2 separate regions of the Mus musculus genome follow, and region 2 is linked to region 1. Evidence: chromatin contacts called from public Hi-C data. All regions are on one chromosome and are shown on one strand. Each heading gives the region's core, a stretch centred on a gene start, on an enhancer-like site or on the middle of the called end of the contact. The rest is flanking DNA. Distances are from core to core; before and after follow the strand shown. Region 1 has its middle 170 kb from the start of Gm23605. Region 2 holds the start of Guf1 (GUF1 homolog, GTPase).

Evidence for each region. Hi-C and Micro-C count contacts between places; a contact is called where the count stands out from the background.
Region 2: a contact with region 1 is called in a Hi-C map of B cells, with 8 read pairs. The contact joins the promoter of Guf1 here to the enhancer-like site in region 1. A contact is called at or near these places in 4 of 39 promoter capture datasets (the C10 cell line, cranial neural crest, hippocampal neurons and 1 more), 1 of 484 Hi-C or Micro-C datasets (B cells) and 1 of 115 datasets of contacts at active chromatin or transcription factors (large pre-B cells).

Annotation. Positions count from the first base shown.
Region 1 is chr5:68,733,748-68,740,316 of GRCm38.p6, reverse strand. No RefSeq gene overlaps it. Among named protein-coding and RNA genes, the nearest start is that of Gm23605, 170 kb to the right of the region's middle. Within about 2 kb of position 4,831, at least 51 of the 459 cell types and tissues checked have an H3K27ac peak or open chromatin away from gene starts, as enhancers often do. A contact at or near this core is called in B cells and pre-B cells, where this site is marked.
Region 2 is chr5:69,552,804-69,559,694 of GRCm38.p6, reverse strand. It overlaps Guf1 (GUF1 homolog, GTPase), which reads right to left and starts at 2,771. Exons shown (of 17, transcript NM_172711.3): 1 at 2,530-2,771; 2 at 1,399-1,510; 3 at 1,105-1,253; 4 at 768-848; 5 at 68-145. The coding sequence starts at 2,640.

The DNA of each region.
Region 1 (6,569 bases), core at 3,582-6,081:
CTATGCGACCTGAACTACCCATCATGAGCTGGGTACTATCAGACCCTGCAAGTCATAAAGTGGGACGCGCACAGCAGCAGTCTATTATCAAATGGAAGTGGTATATACGTGATCGGGCCAGAGCAGGTCCTGAAGGCACAAGCAAGTTACATGAAGAAGTTGCTCAAATGCCTATGGTTTCTACTCCTGTTACAATGCCATCTGCTGCCAAACATGTGCCTATAGCCTCATGGGGTGTTCCCTATGATCGACTGACCGAAGAGGAGAAGACTAGAGCCTGGTTTACTGATGGCTCTGCACGTTATGCAGGCACCACCCAGAAGTGGACAGCTGCAGCATTACAACCCCTTTCTGGGACAACCCTGAAAGACACAGGTGAAGGGAAATCTTCACAGTGGGCAGAACTTCGGGCAGTACACATGGTATTACAGTTTGTTTGCAAGAAGAAATGGCCAGATGTACGATTATTCACTGACTCATGGGCTGTAGCCAATGGATTGGCTGGATGGTCAGGGACTTGGAAAGATCACAATTGGAAAATTGGTGAGAAAGACATCTGGGGAAGAAGTATGTGGATAGATCTCTCCAAATGGGCAAAGGATGTGAAGATATTTGTGTCCCATGTAAATGCTCACCAAAAGGTGACTTCAGCCGAGGAGGAATTCAATAATCAAGTGGATAAGATGACCCGTTCTGTAGACAATCAGCCTCTCTCCCCAGCCATCCCTGTCATTGCTCAATGGGCACATGAACAAAGTGGTCATGGTGGTCGAGATGGAGGTTATGCTTGGGCTCAGCAACACGGGCTTCCACTCACCAAGGCTGACCTGGCTACAGCTGCTGCTGATTGCCAGATCTGCCAACAGCAGAAACCAACACTGAGCCCCAGATATGGCACCATTCCTCGAGGTGACCAACCAGCAACCTGGTGGCAGGTTGACTACATTGGACCACTTCCTTCATGGAAAGGACAGCGTTTTGTTCTTACTGGAGTAGATACTTATTCTGGTTATGGATTTGCCTTTCCTGCACGTAATGCCTCTGCTAAAACCACCATTCACGGACTGACAGAATGCCTTATCTATCGTCATGGTATTCCACACAGTATTGCTTCTGACCAAGGAACTCACTTCACAGCCAGAGAAGTACGACAGTGGGCCCATGATCATGGAATTCACTGGTCTTACCACATTCCCCATCATCCTGAAGCAGCTGGTCTGATAGAAAGATGGAATGGCCTTTTGAAGACGCAGTTACAGCGCCAATTAGGTGGTAACAGCTTGGAAGGCTGGGGTAGAGTTCTTCAGAAGGCAGTATATGCTTTGAATCAGCGCTCGATATATGGTACAGTTTCACCCATAGCCAGGATTCATGGGTCCAGGAATCAAGGGGTGGAAAAGGGAATAGTTCCACTTACTATCACTCCTTGTGACCCTCTAGGAAAATTTTTGCTTCCTGTCCCCATAACTCTAGGTTCTGCTGGCCTAGAAGTTTTGGCTCCAGAGAGGGGAATGCTCCTACCAGGAGCTACAACAAACATTCCATTGAACTGGAAGCTCAGACTTCCCCCTGGTCATTTTGGGCTTCTAATGCCCTTAAACCAACAGGCTAAAAAAGGAATAACAGTGTTAGGAGGGGTGATAGATCCAGATTACCATGGGGAAATTGGATTACCTCTTCACAATGGTGGTAAGCAAGATTATGTCTGGAGTGTAGGAGATCCCTTAGGGCGTCTCTTAGTACTACCATGTCCTGTGATTAAAGTCAATGGGAAACTACAACAGCCTAATCCAAGCAGGATGACAAAGGATGCAGACCCATCAGGAATGAAGGTATGGGTCAATCCTCCAGGAAAAGAGCCAAGACCTGCTGAGGTGCTGGCTGAAGGAGAAGGAAATACAGAATGGGTAGTAGAGGAAGGTAGTTATAAATACCAATTAAGGCCACATAACCAGTTGCAGAAACGAGGATTATAAAGTAATATGAATGCCCATTGTAAATTTACAAATGCGTTTGCGATTGTACGAGGAATAGTTATATCATGTTAGGCGTATTTACAACCTTGTTATTGTTTCATGTGAACATGAGATATTATTTGTGTCAAGTTGACAAGGGGTGGATTGTAGTGGTTATTCCTGGTTGTCAACTTGACTATATTTGGAATGACTACAATCCGGAATTGGAAGGCTCACCAGTGACCCTTATCTGGAGGCTTGGAGATCCTTATCTGGATCTTGGTTTGAAGATCTTGAGCCATAGTGGCTATGGATTCCAGAAGATTGAATCTCCGAGTTTAAGGAACACACCTTTAATCTGGGCTACACCTTCTGCTGGAGACAATATAAGGACATTGGAAGAAGGGAGTCTAGCTCTTGCTCTTGCTCCTTCGCCTGCTTGCTGCGTGAGACTGAGTAACTGCTAGATCCTTGGACTTCCATTCACAGCTGCGACTGAACAATTGTTGGGAATTGAGCTGCCGACTGTAAGTCATCAATAAATTCCTTTATTATCTAGAGACTATCCATACGTTCTGTGACTCTAGAGAACCCTGACTAATACATATAGCAAAGACTATAATAGTCAGTTCCCATTGGCCTCAGATAGTTAAGGTAAATCCTTATTCTCAAACATAAATTCAGAGTACTAGCATGGATTAGAAATCAATTTTCTCCTTTACTCTGTCACAGTGGGTTATTATACCATTAGTTATACAAGAGAACTTTTATATCTTATTTCAAATTCTTCTTGACTAAATTGAGACTCAGTCACAGGCACTGTTGGCCAGCTGTGCTGTGTTAGAGTCAGGTGGTGCCTTGAAGGTTCCAGGAGGCTGCTGTCTTGCTACCTACAAATTTAAAATGAGAAGGAGACAGAAGATCACAGCTCTGTGCCTAGTTTCTCTAACTGAGAGCACCTCTAGTCCCAATATATAGTTTTGGAGACCATAGGTCATAGGTGCAATTCAAAGTAAAGGTGGCCCAACACTGCCTGACAGGTTCTGGAGACTCTGTGAAGGCACTGATCGAGAAGCAGCAGTAGCATCACCCAGTTATAACACAGCTGGATGTCATGATAATATTGAGTAACACCCCCACGCAATTATCTTGTTACTCCCAAGTCACGGAGTGGATTCAGAATATACCTCATCATGAGGAAGAAGAGTTACTGCCTCTCATCTATGGGCAGTGACTCAGAGAGAATGGGACCAGAGGTATTTCCCAACAAATGTTAGGCAGGAGACAGCAAGCTCACAGGTCTATGCCTAGTTTCTCTGAGAGACCTTCCACTCTCAATATAAGATTATGAAAACAGAAGTCATTGGTGCAATTCAAGGTACAGTTGGCCCAACACTACCTGCCTGGCTCCAGAGTCTCTGTGAAGGTGCTGATTAAGAAGCAGCAGTAGCATCACCCAGTTATAACAGAGCTGGACATCATGATAATACTGGATAGCCCCCCAATTACCTTGTCAACCCAAGTCTTTGAGTGGATTCAGAATCTACCTCATCATAAAGCTACTGCCTCTCATCTATGGGCAGTGATCCAGAGAGAATGGGACCATAGGTATTTTCCAACAAATATCAGACAGGCCACAGCATAGTTCACCTAGACATAAAGCCAGGTAAGATCACCATAGATTTATAGAGTGAAAATCATAAATTTCGGTCATGGAATAAATTTCACCATTAGATAAAAGCATGTCAGACACTGTGGGTATTACTAATCTGGTTTTCAGGACTTTTTGTAAACATACAATATAGGTATCTCAAATATGAGTACCTGAACTTTGGGTGTCTTCCCATACTTTATGGTTCCTATTGTTCATAGCAGTCATCTTTAGACAACTTTAGGAGCAAGCTCACTGAGGGACCTAAGAATTCTAAATGCCTTAGAGAAGCCCCCTCCCCCCCACCCCGGAGCATGTTCATCTGCTTATTAACTGTGAACCCTAAGCTTAGGCCAATATCTAATAAAATCATGAGGTAATCATATAATGTAAGGTCATGGAAAGCTAACCATTCATTGGACGAGGGAGTCTCCACTAGAACCTGTAAACTGACATTGGCTTTGATGAGCATGATAGCCAAGACTCTTTTCTAAACAGATGTAATTAAACAAAGGCATCTTACTATCTATTCGAATGTCACCTACAGAGAGGTATAGCTGTAGGACCCAACTAATAGACCCGTCCTTCTGGAAGTGACACTTTTGTCCAAGATCAAAGATTCTCTAAGATTCAATCTTCCCATAAAGAGGAAGGGAAATGAACCTATAATTACAGACCTTACTATATTTAGGCCAGATGATGCATCTGCCAAAGGGCTTATCTATCTGCTATTCATCTGTGCTGCCCACAGAAGACCACACCCGCTCTATGCTCTGTATATAGCACCATTACTGGCTTTTGCCTGCTCCCTGTATCATCATAAGGAGAAGCAGTGGGAAGAGGGCCCAGAAGCAACTGTGTCTGAGGTGAAGCCCCTCCTCACTGGTCATACAGTTGGCCTGAAGCCTCCTTCCAGGCCTAGTTCAGTGACTGGGAAAAAAAAGGTGGCTTAAATAAGAACTCTCTTTTTTGACTCAGTGTTGTCTTAAATAACTTCATCAATTTAAAAAAAAATGCTTTCGCCTCTGTTGAAGATCCTGTAGCCTTCTCTTTTCCTGCAAGAAAGAATGGAGGTGAGCCTGTCTTTAGGACTTCACTATCTTCACAATATCAATCGTTGCTTAAAAAGAGGCCAGCAGTCAGGGCAAAAGCAGTAACTCTGTCGTTAGTCTTGGCTGGTTGCACCAGACCACGCCCAGTTTCTCCAAAGTGACCCAACGTACAATAATGGCTCTTTGTGTCATCTCAACAAAGAAGAGTGGGGGAGGAACAGAGATACAGATGACACTGCTTAAGAACACCCTCCCACAGCAGACACGCACAGGAAAGCCTGCAACCTTTATGGTTAGAAAGAACGGCCTTAGAGAATGAGGAACTCTAGTTTGAACTTTGTCTGCCTTCCCCAAAAATAACCTCCTCAGTTTCAAAACAACATGTGCACCCAACCCTGTCTACAGCAGAAGTGGAGGGAGAACACAGAATTAACAGTTTCTAGCATCAAGACCTAAGGACATTTTCTTTTTTTGATAGAATTCTTATTACAGAAAAAAAAAAAAAAAACCACCAAAAGCAAGTACAAAACCAAAAACCAAAACAAAACAAAAAAACAAAACAAAAACAAAAACAACAAAAGAAACATGCTACCTCAATCGAGACTAAAACCTTTCAGTCCTTTCTTCTTGCAGAAATTGAGTCTTCTAAAATGACTATATCCAGTATTCATCAATGAATAATATACATCCTGTATGCTTGGTTACATAAGTGACATTTGGAAATAATGCACAAAAATGGAAAAAGTAAAATAACGTCTATGTAGCTATACTTAATTTAGTTTTTGGTTTTTTTCTTCTCATAATTTTCATCAGTGTTGAAATGTGTAGACAAGTACCACAAGGGCTTCAGGAAGTTACTATGTTGTTTCTATACATCTACCATAGTTTAGAAAAAAAAGTCCAAGATCTTCTTCTCTATGATATCAAAATTGCTTTTCAGTTCTCATTCTGAAACCAGAGCCAAATGAACATTCCTACCTCACACTTCATGACATAAGTAGTGATCATTCTCTCATAATAATCCACTGATATAAAATTTTATTTCCATTTGAAGACTATGCAAAACAATCAATTACATAACATGTTTTGCAGGCTGCTTTTTCTGTATAGGTTATGATCTATCTCCTGGCTGCATAGCGGAATTATGGCTCAGCTCCTTTACATGAAATTATGAGTTTAATACATCTTGTTTTTGCATTGTGAATTCTGGATACTGTCTTCCCACTAAGTTTTATTCCAAAATATTTTCACATAATACTCTAGCCACAGCAAACTTATTCTCAACTGACAGCAGAATGACAGATTATAAGTTAGAATATTAATTGTGATTTTCTTTTCCAGGAAGAGAAATTATGTGCAGGAGACACCAAAGTCAACTGTAGGCTCTGAACTAAGAGCTAAAATACACAGTAGCATTTATAGAAAGAAACTAATGATTCATATCTATGATGATTAGGTCTCTAGGGGGAGAATCCATCCCAGAAAGAATGCCTGAATGTCACTGTAAACTTCCAATTCCTAGTCCTCATGAAATATTGACAAGGCTTTGCAAAAACTGTAGTAAATATGTAGTCACACCATTAATAATTAAGAAATGGCAAATGTGCTAGATGTGGGAGCCATCTTGCAAATCTTATTATCTTAGCTATTATAAAAGTGTGTCTGCATATCTTCCACATATGCAGAACTCCATAATGTACAGCTGCAAAACAAGAACTAAGGGTTACTACGTGATTTTTCTGGCCATATTTTCAGTCTAGCTACTGATATTAAGAAGGGTGAAAGGTCTCATTTCTCAAACTTCTGTTCTCCATAACACAAAGTGATTTTCTCTGCATGCGACATTTTAAATATCACCTGAGGCGACTTTTTGGAGTGACCCATAGCATGTAATGAGCCATGAGACAACTG
Region 2 (6,891 bases), core at 1,522-4,021, 820 kb before region 1:
ATATTTTACAACTAAACACTACACAGAAGGTAAAATAAGTAATAACATTGGTGTCTCGTTTGATTACCTTATTGATAACTGGAATTACTGACAGCTGTGCTTCAAAAGCAAGGAAGAAGTTGGCCACAGTTTGAGCTTGAATACCCTGGAAACAGCAAGATAAGAGAGCGCAAGGTGACTGGTTTGGCACTAATGTACCACAAACTTACTAATTCCATACATCCCATATATATTCATCGTACTGAGATTTTGGATCATGCTAATAAAATGACACCATATGTCATGTACCTGCCTGGCAGAGACTGTGAGACCTCCGCCCTACTCACTGTGCTTCCTGGGCAGTGAGGAGTTTGGCTCCCCAGCCCCATCTTCAGGCTTTAAGACTATATTGTGCTGCCTTGCTGCACGGCAAAGGCAATGAGTCAATGAGTCGTGGACTACAACCTTCAAAACTGTGAGCCAAAGAAACTTGCCTTTACGGGTATTTCACTATGTAGTTACAGAAATCTGAATCATACCACTTCCTACGTTTCTGTACCATTTAAGTTTTAGGGTTCAAAACCAACATTACCACTAGTAAAGAAAGAGTCAAACTAAGCAGAGTGAGTCAGCACTTCATTTTAACAATATTAAAGTATTTGATTTAGAGTAAGTAATACAATAGATCTGTTATTCAAATGTAAAATTTGCATTTCCAAAATGCATTTTCAGAACTTTATGAAACAACCAAGTGGGCATGTCTTATCATATATAACGAGGGCTCTTACCTCATTTGCATCCACTACCAGTAAAACACCTTGGCATGCAGACAGTGACCTGGACACTTCATAACTAAAATCAACGTGGCCCTAAAATGCAAATATGGGTACCTTTAAGTATCAGCTACATATTTAAAAGGAACTGCTAGTCTACTGATATGACGAAAAAAATAATAATAAAATGTGATTTTTGTGAAAACAATGGAAACAAATTATTCTAGCATAAAAACAAAACTAAAAAGAAATCAATGACAGTTGTGCAAAATTTAGCCCTAAATGAAAGAATTTTGATTGCAATACTAACACGGTTAACAAGCAATCTTTGAAGAGACAAGATGAAACTTACTGGTGTGTCGATGAGGTTTAAAAGGTACTGTTTCCCTCCAAAGCTGTAAAACAGAGAGGCTGTCTGCGCCTTCACAGTGATTCCTCTTTCTCGTTCTACTTGTAATTTATCAAGAACCTGCTTGTTTTTCTTCGTCTTATCAATTGTTCCTAGAAATAGAAGCATTTACTAATTTCTCTGGGCTTTAAAACAAAAAAGCATTAAAAACAATTAACAGAAAATATTAAAGATGAATGCCTAAAGGTAAGATATTGCGGTAAAGCTAACTAACCAAGAGCAGAGAAGATAAAATACCTGTTAGCTCCAGGAGCCTGTCAGCTAAAGTGCTTTTGCCATGATCCACATGTGCAATGATACTGAAATTTCTAATGTCTTCAACAGGAAATCTAGACATGTCAGGTTTCTCCTAAGAAGGGAAGGGAATATCACAGTTAAGGGTATAAATTTTCCATAAAACAAAGTACAAATTCAAAGAAAAGTCTTTCCATCGATGGACAACTTCACGTATTGCAGTTTTGTAAGCTCCCCGCTCCCTAATAAAGATGTATGACTAAGCCTAACTACAAAGAACAAATTACAAAATACTTGACAAATATATCAGTTCCATAAACAAAGCTAAATATAAAATCCTTAAGTAATACTTCCTCACATATTGAGCTAATTGCAAATTTACTTTCATGGAGAGTGAAAGCCATATATAAGTCCTCAGGAGTCCAAGAATGCCTTATCAAGCAAAATCTCTTAGACACACCACATACTCCTGGAAATGGGTGTCTGAGCAAAACAGTCTGGGGTGTGAGTGTGTATGTGTGTGTGTGCGCGCGCGCGCTCCCTAGGCATATTCAGTTGATGAAACTGTCATGACTATAACATTTGTTTTAGCTTTCTATTTCTTACTTAGTGTAAGGCAGGTAAGGGTATGGAAAAATTATTCAAACAAAATGTAAAAGCTGCATTGTAGTCCCCCACCACGCATTTAGGACAAAGTGATGCAAACCCGCACGACTTTCGCAAACCCGCTCGACTTTCAAAAACCCTGAACGGTGACGAATACAAGTCCATTTTTCTAACCACAAGTCCCTTGCATGGGACTAAAATACTCCACGCCTTTGCATCCTCCAATCTTTGAAATTTGATAACTATCCCAACGCAGCAAAGAAGCTGCAGGATCGGATGCAAGTCAAGCCAGTTACTCAAGAAACGATAACTAAAACTTCAGGGAAATCGATGCTACAAAGGAGCAGCTTCTCGGAGGTTTTTAGAAATAGCACCCGCTCGTGAGCTACACCAGCCCTAAGCCGAGGAGCTAGCGGGCACGCTTCTGATGCGGGTGAAGCGCAGCCCACGCCGCGCCGGCGAGCAGCCGAGGATGCTCGCCCACCGTGCATGTGCTGAAGCCCTGCACCTTCCCCGGGTGATGGTCACCTTGAGCTCGGCCGCGCTGAAGAGCCTGCAGGCGGCCCTGGGCTCCGAGGCAGCCGCGTGCCGGGCCCCGGCGGCCCACGGCGCGAGAGCCCGCCCCACGAGCGCCCACATGCCTCGGCGGCGGCTCAGGGCCCAACCCGCCACGGAGACCACAAAGCCAGGGTCGCGCTCCGGCCTGAGCTGACACCGAGACCCAGGCCTGACGCGAAGCAAACGCGCCGCCTGCAGGTCGCGCCGCTTATGACGTCGACGCGTCTACGCGGGGGTCGAAAGGTCAGGGATGGGAGAGCTACAGGGACCGCGGGTGATACTGCCGGTCAAGCGCGTGTCCTGGTGTGACAGCCTTGAGAAAGCCACAGTCTAGGCGACCGGAGTCGGGTGTCGCATCACTCTCTGCGCTCACTCCAGCGAATACAATGGACAGGAGACGCCCTTGTGTGTGTGTGTGTGTGTGTGTGTGTGTGTGTGTGTATGTGTGTGCAGCGCAGGCCTCAGATGTGGAATCTCTAAAGTGTGTGTGCTCCACCAGATGGGGAAACAGTTCGAAGTCCCTCTACTCTGGGGCCATCAATGGCTGGGGAGTTCTTTTAAGAGACTTGCAGGAAAAACAAAAAACAAAACAAAACAAAAAACAGTTCATGGCTTCTACGAAGAAAATTATTTCATGCTTAGCCAATATGAAGTATAGATTTATTAATAAAAACAAAATGCATCAAAGGAGAAGGATGCTGGCTTCTCTTTGTCCATACAAAAGCAATTCTCACCTTAAAATAGGTAAGAGAATTTATTCTGGAGGCAAACATACCCATGTTTCCCAGGTTAGGATAACCCATAATTCTATTTTTCAATGAACTTTTTGTAGTGACACAACAACAACAACAACAAAGTCATAGGAAAAAGTATTTTTCAAGTACATTGATAAAACATTGTTACAACACAGCTTAGAACTAGACTTAATAGTATTCAATAGGTTTAAATCTGTGTGTCAGGATATTAAGTCTAGCATTATCTTCTAGTCACAGGATGGATACCTCTCTGTCCTTTAAGGCGTATCCCTTAGTTTTCTACCACCTTTTCTCAAATAGCCAAATTCACTATCCCATCTTCTAGAAAGCCAGGACATGTTTCCTGAACATGGTCTAAACAATTGAGGTGGCTGTAACATTTTTTAACTTCTGCAGTTTCTCAAAAACCTCCTTCAAAATACTAACATATAACTGCCCATCTCTAGACTCTGATTGTCCCTAACATTTATTGGCATGCCTCTCTCAGGACTGTTCCCTTGTCTAACTAACCAATTCAACTTTCTTGTAGTCAAGGACCCTGGTTCAGGTACGACTTGCTGTGACCTGCACAACTTTGGGATTGTCTTGACTGGGGCAGTGGGGAATGAAGAAACAACAGACACATGTACAGAAAAGCTAGGATTGGGTTGGGCTGTGTGTTCTGATGACACACTAGTAGCCTGGAAAATAAGAAGGCTTACATAGGCTAAAGGAGGAGGCAGGTTAGCTAATCTTGATTGTGGTGTCTCTGAAGTGCAGCACTCTAGGTTGTAGTCACTCAGGAGGAAGAAGCTGTAGTTGATAACTTCTTTACATACACTGTCTACATCCTTGTAGGACCTTGGCATTGCCATGGGTCTGAAGCATTGACAGTTGTGAGGTGATCATGTTCATGTTAACAATCTATATTCACTAAGGACTTCATCTGCTTCCCACAGCCTCTGACTATCTACCCAGGGAATGGTGCTGCCCACAGTGACCAGAGCCCTCCTACATCAATTAACAATCAAGACAAACTCCTCAGACACACCCACAGGCCAATCTGACCTGCCTTATCACTCCAATGAGACTCTCTTCTCAGGTGACACTAGGCTTTGTCAAGTTAATAGTAAAATCTAATGGCCAGATGAGAACCCCTCTCTGAGGAATTCATAGTTTAAGTTCTCTTCCATCCTAGTTAGGGTTTCCATTGCTATGAAGAGACACCATGACTAAAACACTTATAAAGCAAATATTTAAGTGGGTCTAGCTTACAGTGTCAGAGGTTCAGACTGTTATCATCATGGGAGAAAGAATAGCAGTGTCCAGGAAGGTATAGTGCTGGAGGAGCTGAGAGTTCTACATCTTGTCCCAAAGGCAAACAAAAGACTGTCTTGCAAGCAGTTAGAAGGAGGGTCTCAAAGCCCACCCCCACATTAACACTTTTTCTCCAGTAAGACCACATCTCCCAACAGCACCACCCCCGTGGGCCAAGCATATTCGAACCACCACTGTATCTTTGAACTTTCATTTTCAAATTTGGAGATTTTGTTGAGAAGAGTGTTGCCCTCAGGCTGCTGTTCCTTTGTCCTCCTAGAGAGTAAGATGTTTCACTTTCACGTTACTAATCTCTTAACAAGCACAGTTACTTTCTCAACATAAAATGGCTTACTTAACCACTTTCCTCAACAAGTTACATCTTCCATACATCTTTAGTTTCTCATAATCAAACTAAGCACAGTAAGTAACACTGTTTGTGCTGGACAGTTTTAGGTCTACTTGACACAAGTTAGTTTGTGGCATCTGAAGAAGGATCCTAAGTTGAGAAAATGCCCCCATAAGATCTTGCTGTAAGCATCCTGTAGGGAATTTTCTTAATTAGTGATTGATAGGGGAAGGCCCAGACCATCCTGGGTAATGGCACCCCTGGGCTAGTGGTTTACAGTTCTAGGAAAAAAAAAAAAAAAAAAAAAAAAAAAAAAAACAGGCTGAGCAAACCAATAAGCAGCACTTCTCCCTGGCGACTGTATCAGTTCCTGCCTCCATGTCCCTGCCCTTTTGGAGTTCCTGCCATCACTTCCTTAATGATGAACTACAGTGTAGAAGTGTAACCAAATAGATCCATTCCTCCCCATCTTGCTTTTACTCATAGTTCTTTATCATAGGAATAGCAACCCTAACTTGGATACCATGATGCAGTTGGACATTATGCTATCTTAAATTTTCTTCAGCCATCCAGCTTAATCCATTACATTTAGATTCAGCTTCAAGTACAAGTGTCTCTATACTGTTCTGAAACTTTGTGAACACGACCTTTATTGTCTTTCTTTCTGTCAAAATTCTAGCTTTCCACCCCCTCATTAGAATGGCCTGTTAGGATCTGATTCCAGGCCTTCTCTTGGTTTTGCCCAAATTTTTTTTTTCCTTTTAGAAAACCAGTTCTAAAAGCTTAAAGGCCATGTGGTCATGTTTATGACAAGAGCAATCCATCTTTTGTTACCAAATTCTTGTATTAGTTACTTTTATCACTGTGGCTTTAACGGATACATCAAGAACGCCAGATAATGGCTTAAGTTTAAGTTTAAGTGCTCAAAAGTTTAGAGCACTGGCTGCTCTTCCATATGGCAGTTCACAATGTCTGTACTTCAGCTACAAGTGATTTGACGCCCTCACAAGGCATAATGCAGGCAAAACATTAATGCACATAAATAAATAAATCATTAAAAAGGGAGCAGGATACAATTGAACATATTTTGTCCAGAGCCATGACAAATCAAGAATGGATCCTGATACTCAACTGTCTTCCTGTTTTTATGCCTTTTGTTTTATTCTGGGACCCCATTTCAGGGATTCAGAGTCTATCCTCCAGTCTCATTCAAATTATTGTTTTGTAAACATCCTCATAAATATGCACAGGCATGAGCTATCTAGGTCATTCCAAACCCAAGCAACTTGACTATAAATATTAACAGTCTCTCTCTCTCACACACACACAGACAGAGACAGAGACAGACAGAGAGACAGAGAGAGACAGAAAGAGAGAGAGAGACAGAGACAGAGACAGACAGACAGACACCTTGCATCTTCAGATAGAGTTACATTCTGAGGTACTGTACATTCACATTTCAACGTTTGAGCCAGTAATGAATAGAATGATGAGGATATCATAATACCTTCACTACATCTAAATGTGTGCCCTAGCACACACACACACACACAGAGAGAGAGAAAGAGCATAAAATAATAAGCGATTTAATAATGAATATTAATAGATGCTTGTTCTTGGTGTGGTCCCAAAATCAGAGGCCAGGAAATATCTATGAAGAATGTGCTAAACAATCGTGAGATGAGGTCAACTGGGAATCCAGAGAAGGAAGCACTCGATCTCAACCCAATGAATTTACTACAAACTTTACACAGCACAGTGGTATATCTTCCAACAATAGTGACAGAGGGTTATTCAACTAAAGTATGTTCCAAAGAGGGATTAAGCTCTGGAGTTTACATAAAGTGAGTTTGGGGTGGTGATCAGAATGTAAGGTGAATAAATAAATAAAGGGGAGAAAAAGAAACTTGGCTTAAGGTAGTAATCAGTTTC